3 separate regions of the Mus musculus genome follow, and all the other regions are linked to region 1. The links are chromatin contacts, called in public ChIA-PET and Hi-C maps. All regions are on one chromosome and are shown on one strand. Each heading gives the region's core, a stretch centred on a gene start, on an enhancer-like site or on the middle of the called end of the contact. The rest is flanking DNA. Distances are from core to core; before and after follow the strand shown. Region 1 holds the start of Ankib1 (ankyrin repeat and IBR domain containing 1). Region 2 overlaps Cdk6 (cyclin-dependent kinase 6). Region 3 holds the start of Cdk6 (cyclin-dependent kinase 6).

Evidence for each region. A called contact is a pair of places that touch in the nucleus more often than the background predicts. ChIA-PET counts read pairs in DNA pulled down with a chosen protein or histone mark.
Region 2: an RNA polymerase II ChIA-PET map of memory CD8 T cells shows a contact between it and region 1, with 19 read pairs. The contact joins the enhancer-like site here to the promoter of Ankib1 in region 1. A contact is called at or near these places in 1 of 39 promoter capture datasets (pre-B cells), 1 of 484 Hi-C or Micro-C datasets (CD8 T cells), 2 of 115 datasets of contacts at active chromatin or transcription factors (effector CD8 T cells and memory CD8 T cells) and 2 of 9 other capture datasets (adipose tissue and liver).
Region 3: a Hi-C map of pre-B cells shows a contact between it and region 1, with 4 times the contacts expected there. The contact joins the promoter of Cdk6 here to the promoter of Ankib1 in region 1. A contact is called at or near these places in 9 of 484 Hi-C or Micro-C datasets (CD4 T cells, CD8 T cells, the G1E-ER4 cell line and 3 more) and 6 of 115 datasets of contacts at active chromatin or transcription factors (the 230-238 cell line, acute myeloid leukemia, bone marrow-derived macrophages and 2 more).

Annotation. Positions count from the first base shown.
Region 1 is chr5:3,800,657-3,805,171 of GRCm38.p6, reverse strand. Ankib1 (ankyrin repeat and IBR domain containing 1) reads left to right here and starts at 2,048. Exons shown (of 20, transcript NM_001289527.1): 1 at 2,048-2,575. It overlaps Krit1 (KRIT1, ankyrin repeat containing), which reads right to left and starts at 2,007. Exons shown (of 17, transcript NM_030675.3): 1 at 1,689-2,007.
Region 2 is chr5:3,507,819-3,512,471 of GRCm38.p6, reverse strand. All of the region lies in intron 5 of Cdk6 (cyclin-dependent kinase 6), which reads right to left. Among named protein-coding and RNA genes, the nearest start is that of Fam133b, 34 kb to the left of the region's middle. Within about 2 kb of position 2,796, at least 50 of the 459 cell types and tissues checked have an H3K27ac peak or open chromatin away from gene starts, as enhancers often do. A contact at or near this core is called in CD8 T cells and memory CD8 T cells, where this site is marked.
Region 3 is chr5:3,341,433-3,346,133 of GRCm38.p6, reverse strand. It overlaps Cdk6 (cyclin-dependent kinase 6), which reads right to left and starts at 2,241. Exons shown (of 8, transcript NM_009873.3): 1 at 2,163-2,241; 2 at 1,535-2,015. The coding sequence starts at 1,767. It overlaps Gm36470 (predicted gene, 36470), which reads left to right and starts at 2,575. Exons shown (of 4, transcript NR_168898.1): 1 at 2,575-2,836.

The sequences.
Region 1 (4,515 bases), core at 799-3,298:
GTTACATCTCAACTAAGGTTTCCCCTCCCTCCTCTCCCCTAAGACTCTCCTTTTCTCTTCAGAAAAGGGGAGGGAGACATCCCAAGGCTATCAACCAGCCTTCAAGTCAAATTTCAGTAAGATTATGTGCATCTTCTCCTATTGAGCTGGAAGAGGCAGCCTAGTTAGGGGGAAGGGTCCCAAAGCCAGGCAACAGAGACAGGGACAGCCGAAACTAAAGGTCTTTCCTTGAAGACGTTTGAATGAAACATTAGGATGAAGACATTTCATCTTGTTTAAAGTTTTGAGGATAGTTCATGGAATTTTTTTTTAGATAAAAAAATTTTAATAAGAACATTCTAAAAATCCACTACATGCAAAAGAGCTGCCTATAGAAAAAAAAAGGCTTTTCTTAAAACTTCCTGTTTAGCAACTGCTTTTCATCTCAGATTAACACCGACTAAAACATAATAAACTATAAACAAGATATATACATATGTATGAAAGCCTTAAAAACTGCAAACCTCTTAAAAAGACACTGTATTATAGACACTGTACAAAGAACATGGCAACTATAGAAAATGATGCTTTCTATAAAGTACCTAAAGGAGAAACTAAGTAGTTAACTTTCTGCACAGAATTTAAAGTAAACCAATTCTTATCTCAATCAATTCATAAGAAAACGTCTATTAGCAAAGTGTTTCATTTGTGAATACTCATTATATATTTTAAATACTCATATTTTAAATATATAAAACAAACTTACTGCTAGCAACATATTCGCAAAAATTCTTTTTTTTTTTATTTTAAGTTTATTTTTAAAAAAGTATTTGTACTGGAGCACTTAAAATAGTCTTCCAATGACATAAAAGGAAACAAAGGTTGAAGCCAGGAAAACAACAAAAGCTACCAGCGATGAAGGTGAAGCTGGTGCAACTGAAACCGACAGGAAGAGAGAACTAGTCAAAAGAATAAAAATAAATAAAGCCATTGCTAATATGCTATATGGCTCACTGCACTGGAGAAATGCTCAGGCATGAATGATATGCTGCCTAAAAAATGAGGACTTATGTAAGTGGAGATGGTTCATAACTTGGAGGGCTGTCTGCGATTTTTTTAAAAAATATGCAGGGATATTGTTGATTTTCATTATGATTGACAAAGGAGAGGCATACAATTTTCACTTAGTGCCCACAGCAGGGGTAATTACTCCTTTGTGGGTCAGTGAGTTTGTTTACAATAAAGACACGCTAAGTTCCCTGAGAGAGCAGGACAGGAATGGAGCTGAAATCTTGAGGTCGGCCAACCACATCAAGGCTTCTGGTGAAGTTACAAAGACCGAGGGGAGGAGAGAGCAGAGAGTGCAAGCCAAAAGGAGACATAAAGGAAGAACTCGGATAGATGGGAGAAGACAGCTACAATCGATAAGCTGTCACTGTCCTGGCAATGACAACACTGCCTGGGAAGTCTTTCCCTTGGCACCACCCACCAGTGCTCCCCTACCGGGAAAAATGCAAAGCTGCTTTTGCTCCAAAAGTTCCCACCCAAGAGACGCCGGTGACTTTTCGGTACCGGCGTGTAAGAAACAACACGCCTTGATGCAGAGCCTCGTGGGCGAGCTTCGGTGCTCCTGCCGTTGGCTCCAGCCGGCGTCTGGCTCTTCTTGCCTTGCTTTCCTTGTTTCCGCCAAGGAAACGGGAAAGACTCACCCGGGCGGGCGGCGGATCCTCTCCCGAGCCGCTACATCCAAGTCAGTGGGTGGGGCGGCAGTCGAAGGATGGCGGAGCCAGCCCGTCACCGTTTTCTCATTCCTTCTGCCTATCTAGGAGGCCCACCCCAACTTCCTGTGGCAGGAAGCCCCTGGATTGTCACCAAAAGCCGCCCCGCGAGTTCGGGTCTCAGGGCACCTGTTCCCCACCGTCCTTCCTCTCCCTCGGCTCCAGGAACCCTTCAGCCTCTCCACCAGCTTCGGGCTCCCAAAGGCCTCAGCTCGCCATCCCACCGCTACCGGCGCCGGGCAATAACTTCCGGGGTTACGCCCCCAAGGCCGCTTCAGGTTTGCGGCTGAAAAAGCTTCCGGGTCGGCCCGCGGGGAGCCGCCGTTCGTGCCGGTCCGTGCCACTTCGCGCGGCGGCCGCAGCTGTCTGGGAGCGGGCGACCGTGAGCTCGCGGGGTTTGGCGGCAGCCGAGCCCGACGCTAGCTATAGCAAGGACGGGGGTCGGGGAAGGGAGGTCGGCCTCCGCGGCTGCGTGCGCACGCGGCACGACCATGCGCTGGACTTGAGCGAGCGGCGGAGGCAGGCGCCACCGCCCCCCTCCTCCATAGCCTGAGAGCGGCGGCGCGCAGCGGGAGAAGATGGGGGGCGCCCGCCCAGTGTGAGCTCGCCGGGCGCGTCGGGCTCGCGCAGCGCTTCCCGCGGGCCTCCAGCGCGCATCCTCCGGCTCCCGCAGCCGCCGCCGCCGGCGGGTGGGTGGGGCGCCGAGTGGACCCGAGAGGTCACCCGCTCGGCGCGAGAGCCAGGTGGCCGCGACAGAGGAAGACCTGCAGATCTGGGGGGAATCGACGCGAGCCCGGTCCCGGCCGGGAGAAGTAACCGTAAGTTTCTGCTTCGCGGCTCGGCTCTGGCCGAGGCAGTCTCGAGCCTGCCTAGTTCACGCCCTTCCGCGTCTCTTGCGAGGGTTGCCCTGTCACCCCTTCTCTCCCCGTCCCCGAAGGAGCACAGCATCCTGTCTGCCCTACGGGGTTTCTCGCGCTCGCGAATTTGCAAGCCTCCCGGTTTCCGCGGCGCGTCCCATCCTCCACACACGTCTACATAGCCTTGTCCCTCTGTCCTCAAAAGATTCGTGCCCTCCTTCATTTTCTGTAGAACCCCGGACCTCACAGTCTCCGCAACCCTTGTTGGGACCTGGAAAGCCTTGGATTCCACTAACTCCGTGGACCTGAAATAGTGAGGAGCGACTAGGTTAAAAGTGCTCTGTAGGACTGTCATGGGTGGGGATAGGTGCAGATGGCACCACTGAACCTTTATTTGTGTTGCTTTTGCCACCCAAACAAAAGAATGAACGCTCCTCTGTACCCTCATTCCTCTACGTATGTGTGAACTGTTCGTACATTGATGTTTGAGTCGGAGGTAATTGAAGCTACAGCTGTAATGAAGCAGGTCTTGAAGAGTTTTTATTCTCACAAGCGTCATTCTTATGGAACGGCATGTTGAAAAATCTTTGGATTGAAAGACCCATTCAGGTTTACTAGTAAATGTGAAGACCAAATGTGAAAACATCTGGAGTTTTAGATAGTGTACTTTGGATGCTGTTAATTTCTTACTGTTTTGATTACTGTTTGACTAGGCTGTTTCTCGTTAAATTTTAGTTTGCATTTTTAGGTTGCTTTTGCAGAACTTTCCAGAAATTAGATTAAAATATAATTTTAATACTGTCAGTGATTAGACAGCTGTCAATGCATTAACTACTTTTTAAGGTACTATTAGAAAGCAAATGATAATTCTAAAAATAATGTTACTCTGTACGGTGTAGGTTCTGTTAATATTCTGTAAACTAAGGTAGTATGGTAACATTGGTGATTTTTTTTTCTTGGAAATTATTTCTTTAGGAACAATAAATATGTTTAGTCACCCCAGCAAGCCGTTTAGCAGTTTATCTTGGGCTGTAACTTTACACTTCACAGTTTAGTTTGAAGCAGACGCAGAAGATGTAGCTCCCACAGTCTGTCTGGAAATGGACTTTCCTTGGCACAGAAGCCCAGCACTGTGCAGACTTGAGGGCATTGTTGAAGGTGTAAAATCAGCTTCTGATGAAGAAGCTCTAAGGGTTTTCCTCAGGGAATGGCTAGCTGCATGGAACAATCTTTTTTGAAAATTCCACTAGTTTCTTTTATCTTTGGGACAAAGAGGAAAGATAGGAACAACATTTCCTACTTAATTTATTTGTTTTCTCAAAGCTCTGAGAATCTTGAGTTTATGCTATGTACGAGTCCTGAAGTCATGTATGCAGTCTTATAAACAGGTGCATGCTGAGCCATGGGGATAGAGTTCTGTTAGCCACTCTTTTAAACTCTTGCGGCACCCTCACTTCTGAGACGTGATTCCTTTCCTGGGTGTGCTCACTTGTGAAAGTGAAACACATATATTTATATAGCCTGCCTGTAGGTAAAAGATCAAAGTTATTTTCATATATGAGGAAATACAGTTGATGGAAAAGCATGAATAAAGTTTCTCTGATCTCCATGAATGGAGTGAAAAACTTTCCTCAGCGTTTTGAGTAATTTTCTTCCCTTTGAGGGTACATGCACCATTTATCTAGGTTATATTTTTAAGTGTTTCTTTCAAATATTGAGAGTCAGCTCAGAATTGTCTCAGCCTGGAGGAGTTTGTATATCATCCTAAAAATGCTTAGGTATCTAACTAGAGGAACAGTGATGTTTGGACTTTACAGTATCTTTTCTTTAGACTGCCTCTTTACTTTCCTGCTTCTTTCATTACCTCATTTCATTCAACCTTTACTGAACTGTGTGTGAAG
Region 2 (4,653 bases), core at 1,547-4,046, 290 kb after region 1:
TGGGACAAAGGCACACAAGAGAAAAAACTAGTGTAATTTTTTTTTGATACCATTTTACCTCTTTTTTCCGTCCACCCTCTGGATCACAGACCTATTAATTCTTTTAAATAAATTATTTAAAATTCAGCAATAGAGATACTCTATTGAAAGAAGCAAATCTGAAGGATACTTTTTAAAATTTCAAAGATACTTCTGTACACGCATTTTTTTTTCCTGGCTCAGTAATACAATACAAAAATAGCTACTTCCTAAAATTAACATATAAGGAAAATCGTTTTTTATTACATAGGACATTACCAAAGACCGTGAGTTTCACACATTATATTATTATCATCACGAACTACGATTACTTTAGATGACTTTCTGTTCGCTTAAGCTTAAACCTTATATAGCAGCACCTTCTGCCAAAGACAGCAGGTGGCTCTTCACGGGTCCATGTTTAATCCTCACTCTGCCTTTCCTATGACCCAGCTGAAGGTGCTTCTTTTGTTTTATAAGACTCAACTGTACTCACCACCTCTCTCTCTCTCTCTCTCTCTCTCCCTCTCCCTCCCTCTCTCTCTCTCTCTCTCTCTCTCTCTCTCTCTCTCTCTCTCTCTCTCTCTCTCTCCCTCTCCTCCTTCCCTCCCCCTCATTTTAAAAGCTGGTTTTAAAAACTAGATCAGCCTGCAAATAAAACTTCCAAGTGATTTTTACAAGTGAGCCCGCAGCAAGCTACCCTCAAGGGTTTTGGAAGCATAAGTCTGTTTTATGGTTTATGCTTATTCTCCTATTGTAACCTGTACTCTAAGATAAATCACTAAACACTTAAACTGAACCAACCAGATGAGCCTCAAGCTGGAGTTTTGATTAGACTGTAGTCAGCTGACAGGTGGCCCCACTTCATTTTCATTACTGGGCTCGCTTTCCTCCACAGGGCAAGAGAAGGGCTTCCTGCAAATTACTGTGCATTTGCAAAGCTCAGAAGAATAATCATGTCCTAAAACTCCCTTGGTTGTTATAGTGGATGTATTCTTTCAGCTTGTTACAACTGCCCTAATAACAATACATCTCTCCCCACTGCCAACTTAATGGGGACGCACCAGCTCTCCCTAGACCCCAGCATGGCCCTTCCCAAGTCCTTGGCTTGATATGAGTAGACTCCTTACTTACTGCTCAGCTCACGCGCATAGAACAAGGTCAAACTTTATTCTTTTCAATCCCACACATAAGCGGCTGGAAGCACCCTCGCCGTCTCTCAAGAGAAGAGAGAACAGCTGTTTCATGAATGCTAGCATAACTAAAACTAAAATAACATAAGTAATTCCGCTAGCCCAGAACTGTCATTCATCGGCTCTGGGTACTCCTCAGCTCTGGCATATGTGGTTATGTGTGTATAATTTACCTTATATTCATTTCTTGAGATGACTGCACATTCTTTTTTAAGTTTTTATTTGCAAATATGTGTGCATACACATACAGATATACACGTACTTATTACTTTCTTCATAATAAGATCCAGATGTGAAAATTGTTAGATCTAGACTTGGCAATCAATATGTACTCAGTAAACACAGAAAGAAGAAATACATATTTAAAACAATAAATGACATGTGATGATAAATTGAAATGTATGACAAATGTAGACGTGACTACAGAAAACAGAGCACTCTCTGTGTTGTGAATGGCTGACAGGGTTGCTTTGGTAAAGAAAAGGTTTGCACATGCACGAGGGCAGGAGGGCCAGTGGTGTGCAAATGTATTTCATTTGTTCCAGAGCACCAGTGTTGCACTGGGAGGCAGAGAAGGAGAGACCCCCAAAATCTGTGGGCTAGCTAGCCCGTGTGGCAGCTGCAGAGAGCACAAAGACCAAGTCGTACAGGGCTGAAAGGCAAGGGCCAATACTTGAGATGCCCTCTGACCCCCACAGGTACTCACCTCTCCCATGATCATTTATTTGCACAACTTATAGACATGAATCTTTTCATATTTTGAACTCTCACATGAGCTAGGGCTTTGTCATGTCATACTTTGAAACCAACTTATTTGTCAATATTTGTATGTGTGTGTGTAATGCCTGGAAATGGAGTATTATTCATTTTAATGACTATTATGAATAATAATTTTAGCTTATTTCCAAGTTTTTATGTTAGATATTCCATTTTTATACCTTACAATAGTTAATGTGAAGATAAAACTGTACTAACCTATTATTTACTTACTTATTTATTTAGGATGTGTATACATGAGCGTCACAGTGCATGTGTAAAGATCAGAGGTCAGCTCTTAGGCCATGGCCCTGTCCTTCCATTGTTTGGGTGCAGGAGACTAAACTCAAGTTCTCAGGCTTGGCAACAAGCATCTTTATTCACTGAGCCATCTTTGATAGCCTTGAAATCCTTTATGAAAGAAATTCATTTCACTAATATAGCTAAGCAAGCATTTTTTTCCTACTACAGGAGGGCATTACAAAATCCAGTGGCAAAATTGTGTTCAATGCCATCTATGGCACTGCCAGGCAAAACAAGTACATCTTTTTGGTGTTTATTGGCAAGGCTTTTCTTCAAGCCTCTCTTGAAATCTTCTCTACATGTCTTTCTTCGTGTGTGTGTATATGTGTGTGTATACACACACACACACACACACACACACATACATACATATATCTGAGAATTAAACTCAAGGCCTCACAAGTGCTAGGTAAGCAAGCTACCACCATGCTGTGTTCCCAGACTAATGTTTAAAGGGTGTTTGCTGACTGGAGCAAACACTGGTATGGACTGTTAGGGAAACACCCAACCCAACCATTTCTCTCCACATGACTTTAGGAAAGTCCCTTGACTTGTTTTATTCTTAGTTGACTCATCTGTGAATGGAGATAATAACATCTACTTCATAGGATCCACTAAGTGATACTTTATCGTATACTACAATGCCCAGCTTCAAAACGGATCTAGAAGTGGAACACAAACACACACAGACACACAGACACACACAGACACACACAGACACACACACACACACAGACACACACAGACACACACAGACACACACACACACAGACACACACAGACACACACACACACACAGACACACACACACAGACACACACACACACACACACACACGAGAGAGAGAGAGAGTGAGAGAGAGAGAGAGAGAGAGAGAGAGAGAGATTTAAGACATCTATAAATAAAGTCCCCCACAGACAAGCACTCCTCGTGCTCCTGGTTAATATTATATTGGATAATGAAGTGCTTCAGATGGTGGATATGCAGGGGAAGAGGCTGGGTGTGGCAGGACACTCCTGTAACTCCAGCACTTAAGTCTGAGGCCAGCCTGGTCTCCATAGTAAGTTCCAGGCCAGGCCAGGCCAAGGCCAAGGCCAGGTCATGTAAGTTAGACCTTGTTTCAAGAGCTAAAAAAAAAAAAAAAAAAATCAACCAAGGAAGAAAACACTGACACATACCTACATAGTGAGCTTGCATATCACATATAGGTCCTTTATCTAAGTTACTATGTATTTATTACATATTAAAGATCTTATAACTAATCAGCGAAAGAGGGAATTTTATCAGGGAGGGATGCTGATTTTTCTAAAGGGAACTCATTATTCTGAACTGGGAAAAAGTCATTTCTCCTGCACACAGTTTTACAAAAACCTCCAAACTTTGCATATTAAGGCTGCTATCAGCAATTTCTTCAGGGTCAAATTACAAAGGGGGCAACTTTCAGATTAATGTCTTTTAAAACAAACAACTAAAAAGAACATACAGATACGGAACCTCAGTGAACGGCAGGGTGTTTCCCAGCACAAGAGTGTACACCGACATGCCTGCTACAGAAAGGAAGTGATTCATGCATAGAGCGAGATGAAAGATTTCATTTATAAATACTTTTATTGAATACCAACAAGGCAAGGAAGCCAGGGGGTCACCCTATAGAACACCTCTGTAACCTGCATTTGAACTGTGGCATACTTCAGCTGTTGCCTTCCCTTGGTGGGTAGGATTTTCCATGTCCATATAGTGACTGCTCGAAAAATACTATCTTACTATTATATACTTACTCTACACTCCCTTCTAGAGTTATTATCTAAGGAAACAAACTTATCACTTTATAATTAACAGCTGTTCAAATCAGAGCCCACAGAAAAGTCAATTAATTGATTTATTTACTAAACATTAATTGAATGATCACCCACTTAGCACATAAGGCACTAACTGGCAGGTAGATATAAAAACCCTTGCTGTGCCGGGCGTAGTGGCGCACGCCTTTAATTCCAGCACTCGGGAGGCAGAGGCAGGCAGATTTCTGAGTTTGAGGCCAGCCTGGTCTACAAAGTGAGTTCCAGGACAGCCAGGGCTACACAGAGAAACCCTGTCTCGAAAAACCAAAAAAAAAAAAAAAAAAACCAAAAAAAAAAAAATCAAAACAAAACAAAACAAAAAATCAAAACAAAACAAAACAAAACAAAAAAACAAAACAAAACAAAACAAACAAACAAACAAAAAACCCCCTTGCTATGAAAACCCACAATATTTAAAGTTATAGAGCACCATGTATGTTCTTTATATCTAAAGCTTGTAGAGGACTGAAGATATGGTTCAGTGGTACATGCTGCTCTTGCAGAGGACTTGAGTTTGGTTCCCAATACATATATTAGGTGCTCAC
Region 3 (4,701 bases), core at 992-3,491, 460 kb after region 1:
GACTTTCTAGAAGACTCATTCTCCCTCGTCTCATTATCTTTTGCTGTTGCACCCCACATACCCCTGCCACCCAACTAAAGCATAGGTATAATGGCGGCCCTTTATTTACATTGGCTTTTTACTTATTTATGTAGTATGATTCACTTGTGAGTCTGATTATATTGGGAACAAAGTGCTAGCAAAAAACAAAAACAAAAACAAAACAAAAACAAAAAACCCAACCCCACCAAAAGACAAACAAACAAATAAATAAACAGAAAAAAAAACAAAAAACAAAAAACAAAACGAACACCCAGCCTAGTAGAGGAGTTAAAAGCCCTTTAACAACCACCTCCCAGGAAGATTCTGTAGACTCTGAGTCCTAGAGGGCTTGGTATTTCAAAGGTCAGTCTCGGGTCGCTCCTTTTTGATGACTAATGTTACATTGTTTGCCTTTTACAAAAATATTTAGCTGTTCTTATTTACATAACTTCATCCCAGGGCATACAGTAGGCACATATTTGTTGTAAGGAATCCCTACAGGAATGAGAAGACAGGATGAAGACGCCAAGATCATCCCTCTAAAAAGAAGAGCTGAGAATGTTAACTCATCACCTAATTTGTAGAAAAGTCTGTGCATTCCCTTTTAACTTCCAGCTATGCATCTGTTTAAAAAAAGAGAATGAGAAAAGGCACAATGGGGAAATCCCAGCATCTTCGAGAAAACACCATTATCTTCAGTCACAGGAGACTGGGTTAGGAATGCCTCCCCCACCCACCTGCACAACTCTTCCAGGGAAAACAGAGGCTTTAAAATCTAAAGCACAGACTCACATCTAACCAATGAGAGAGGCATTCTAAGTCAGATCATACCAGTCCACAGATACTAAATGATACAATCAGAAAACCCTTTGAGAAGCAATCGCCCTCCACCCTACCACCCACTCTCCCTCCCTTTCTTTTCTCAGACAGGGTCTTTTGTAGCTCAGGAGGGTCTTGAACTCTGGATCTTCCTGGTTCAGTGTTCCCAGTACCCAGCCTTGAAAGACATTTTTCAAACAATGTTTAACACTAGGTGTCAGAGTCTAAACTTCTGAACTTCTAAGACCATCAGAAACCATTCTACAACTATAAAAAAAAAGTCACCACTGTGGGTTTGATTGGCAAACACATTCTTACACATTTCTTAAACTTTATTTACATTATGCTCCACCCTTAAAGTTTCCTTCTAATTATCTGCAAGCTGGATAACTATCTCACTCTGTCTCTCAAAAATCCCCCCACCGACGGGGAAAGTTAAGTAAGGGCTGGAGGGATTGTCTGGTTTTGTCCCTAAAAGACACCCAACGCCCCCCCGGAACCCTTGGGGCACGCAGAGCGAAAGCTCTTCAGAATAGCTTGGCTGCCCGGAAGCCACCGCAGGTCTCTTTTTCTGCCCTGTCTAACAGAGTCACCGGTTTTATCTGGGGAAACTCAACTCTTAACTTTAGTTGGGCCACCAGCCGCCCCTTGCCCAGCACCTTCCCGGACCCCATAGCCAGGGCTCCCGGCTCACCTGACCACGTTGGGGTGCTCGAAGGTCTCCAGGTGCCTCAGCACCGCCACCTCGCGGATGGTGGAGAGCGGCATGCCCTCCTCACTGGTCTGCACTCGCACGCGCTTCAGAGCCACGAAGCGGCCGCCGTTCTTCAGGTCGCGGGCCTTGAACACCTTCCCATAGGCGCCTTCGCCGATCTCCGCCACGCACTCATACTGCTGATCGGCGCGACTCAGGCTGTCCTTCTCCATGCTGGCTTCAGGCTGCGGGTGCGGCACAGTGGAACCGGGGTGCTCACTCGCTGCCTTACACGCCTCGGGGAGTCGGACTCGCGGCCGCCGGGCTAGACGGACCGACCTTCTCGCCCGCGGGTGCAAGCCGGGCGCAGCCGCTGCGAAACTCCGCCTAGCCGAGTCGCCGCGCCGCCGCCGCAGGAGAGCGCCGATCCCTCCTCTTCCCCCTCCGCAGCGATTACATAGTCTGCCCACAATCTCTGCACCTAGGAGGAGGAGACCGGAGGACAAGGAGAAAGTGTGATCAGACTGCCCGGGAGACTTCCACAGGGTTCCACCAGCTCCTCTCCTCCTCCCTCTACTCGCACTGGTTGCCTAATCGGGCCGGGTTTCTCGGAGAAAAACCAAGTTACTTTTCTTCCACAGCAGGGCTCGTGCAGTCTTCACGAAGGAGAGGTTGCTGGGGCCCCTCGGGGATGAGCGCAGCGCGGGACGCAGCGGGACGAGAGGGGGCGTGCCGAGCAGCCCAGAGTGTGCCCGGAGCGCGGGGGAGGGGAGGCGCCGGGCGCGTCAATGTCACGGCTCAATATTTATACCTATATTATTGTTCTCCGCTGCCCTCCCTGACTCCAGGGGCCTGGTCGTGCAGGGTATGGGGCGACCTGGGGGAGTTCGGAAGCTGGCGTAAAAGCACCGGGGGTTCACCCACGTGGGGCCGCAGAACGGGGTTGGGGCTCCTAGAACCCTGTAACCCGATGCTGCGAGTATGCGAGTAGGGGTGGTCAGACATCTGCTCGGAAATTGCTTCCTTTCTTTTCTACTTTCAGTTTTTCTACAGGGAGACATTTGAAAGGGACTCGCTCTCACAAATGGTCTTTGGGGTATGGCAAGCTTAGTGGGAGACGAAATTCTGCCTCCGATTCGGAGGACCTCCCTGGTGGAAACTCAGCGAGGACAGACCATCTGGTAGGGGAGGGCTGGGGCTACTAGAGGTGGGAGAGCGAGGGGTCCTGGAAGGGGAGTAGTGTCGTGCTCCCCACCTCACACATACACAAACACAAAGATCCGAAGGATGTGGGAAAGGAAGGTACGTCACACTTTCACTCGTCCTGTCCTGAAAAAGTAACTTCGGGACTTTGCTAGCTAATCGGGACTGGTCCTTAAGTTTTCAAGCCGTGCAAAAGCAACCGCCCTTACGACGGTGGGGGTAGGGGGCAGTAAACGTAGGTCTCCCCGGTGTGAGAAGGGGCTGCCCTTGTGTCGAGACTTCCGAATCCCCGCCCGGTATCCTGGGCGGCTGAATGTCGGTAGCTGAGACAGTCGCTCTGTTCTCCAAAGGCCAGAGGCTAGGTCCCACGCGCGCGGTCGGGCGCCCCCTCCCCGTTCTGTTGTTTAGGGATGACCGAGTGAGCCTTCCCGTCCCACAGCGGCCTTAGTCTGGGCTGGACCTTGTTCCACCACAGCCGCGTGTCCGGAACGGTCTGCATGCGTTTACCTGCCCCGTACCCATCCCCCCCACCACCACGCTCTTCTGCCTGGTATTAAAGAACACATGGAGCGACCCCCACTGGATGCCAGCATAGCACCGCCCGGCCAAGGCAGGGCCACTCCCCGTTCCTTTGAGAGCTTTCCTAAAAAGCTGCGGAAAGGACCCTCCAGCCCTCACCCGGGGGTCCGAGCCAGGTCGAGGGCCACACAGGTAGCGGGAGCAACGGCCTTGGCGCCCGCCCTCCCCCTCTGCCGGTGTCCAGCCTAGGCTCCAGGAGGGGGCAGCCGTCCCACCCCCGCGGGCCTACACCCCCCGGACCGGAGCGGCGGTGCCTAGCCCCCTCCCCTCCTCCACTTTTTCGTAGTTGTTGTTGCTTTCCCACGCTGGCTGAATGTGACTTGACCCCATTTCAAAAAAGTTTGACATAGCGCTTCAACATTTCCGCATTCCTCCGCGACTACAAAGGCTGCAGCCGCCTCCTTCTGCTTTCTGTCTCTGATCTCTGTCTTAGCACTCAATGAAATCCTTCATGAGCCTCTCCCGAAGCCTTGCCAAACGCCGCAAGGGTCGCCACCAGCGCAGTAAGGGGAGGCCGCCCGCGGGACCCCGACCCGCGCGTGTGCGCAAACGCAGATGCGCCCGCGCAGATACGCCCACGTGCACAGGACGAGTGCGCCGCCGAGCCCCGGGCTGCTCCTGCCCAGGGTGTGCATTTGAACTGCAAAGCTTTAAATAAGAAAAGTAAACTTGGGACTTGAAGCAAGAGTGCACGCTTGCGGGGCTTCAACCCCGGTGGGCTGTGTGCACTACTCCGTGCATAACGCGCCAGAGGGGTCGCCAAGCAGGAAGCCTGGGCGAACGTTTTACTCCTTAATTGGGAAGATGGGGCCCATACCCACACCCCTCGGGAGGTTACAGAGGGAACTTGCACAGGGAAAATGAGCGTGGGGGCGCGGAAACACACTCTACAGCACGGAATCCCACCCAGACGGTGCACGTTCAATTTTAAATGTGACTGTCCAAGTAGAGTCAGTTTGGGGAAGCTCGATGAAAAGTGAACGTATGGGTATTTTACGCATGAAATCTGTTCAAACTGGCATAGGACTCTAGTGTCGGGGTGTCCCCGCTGTGGGAGGTTCCTCTGGAGATCTCTAGCTCTAGGTGGCCCCCATAACCTACCCAGTCTCAACTCCTAAGGGGTTAACCCAAGCGGATTCCGAGGGGCCACACAGCCCCCTACACCCCGTTACTCTCACCCACTCCGATCCTTGTCGGAGACCCTCGCCCCTCAGCCCACCCACGTGAGTCCGTGGCCCCTTACCTGCGGTCCAGGGACGCCGGCCTCCTGTGAAGCTGGAGTGTCTGTCTGCCCCCGCACGTGTTCGCCCCGCGGAGCAGGTAACTGACTACTGCGGCCCAGGCGAGCAGCGCTCTGCGGGTAGGGGGTGGGCACAGCGGTGGAG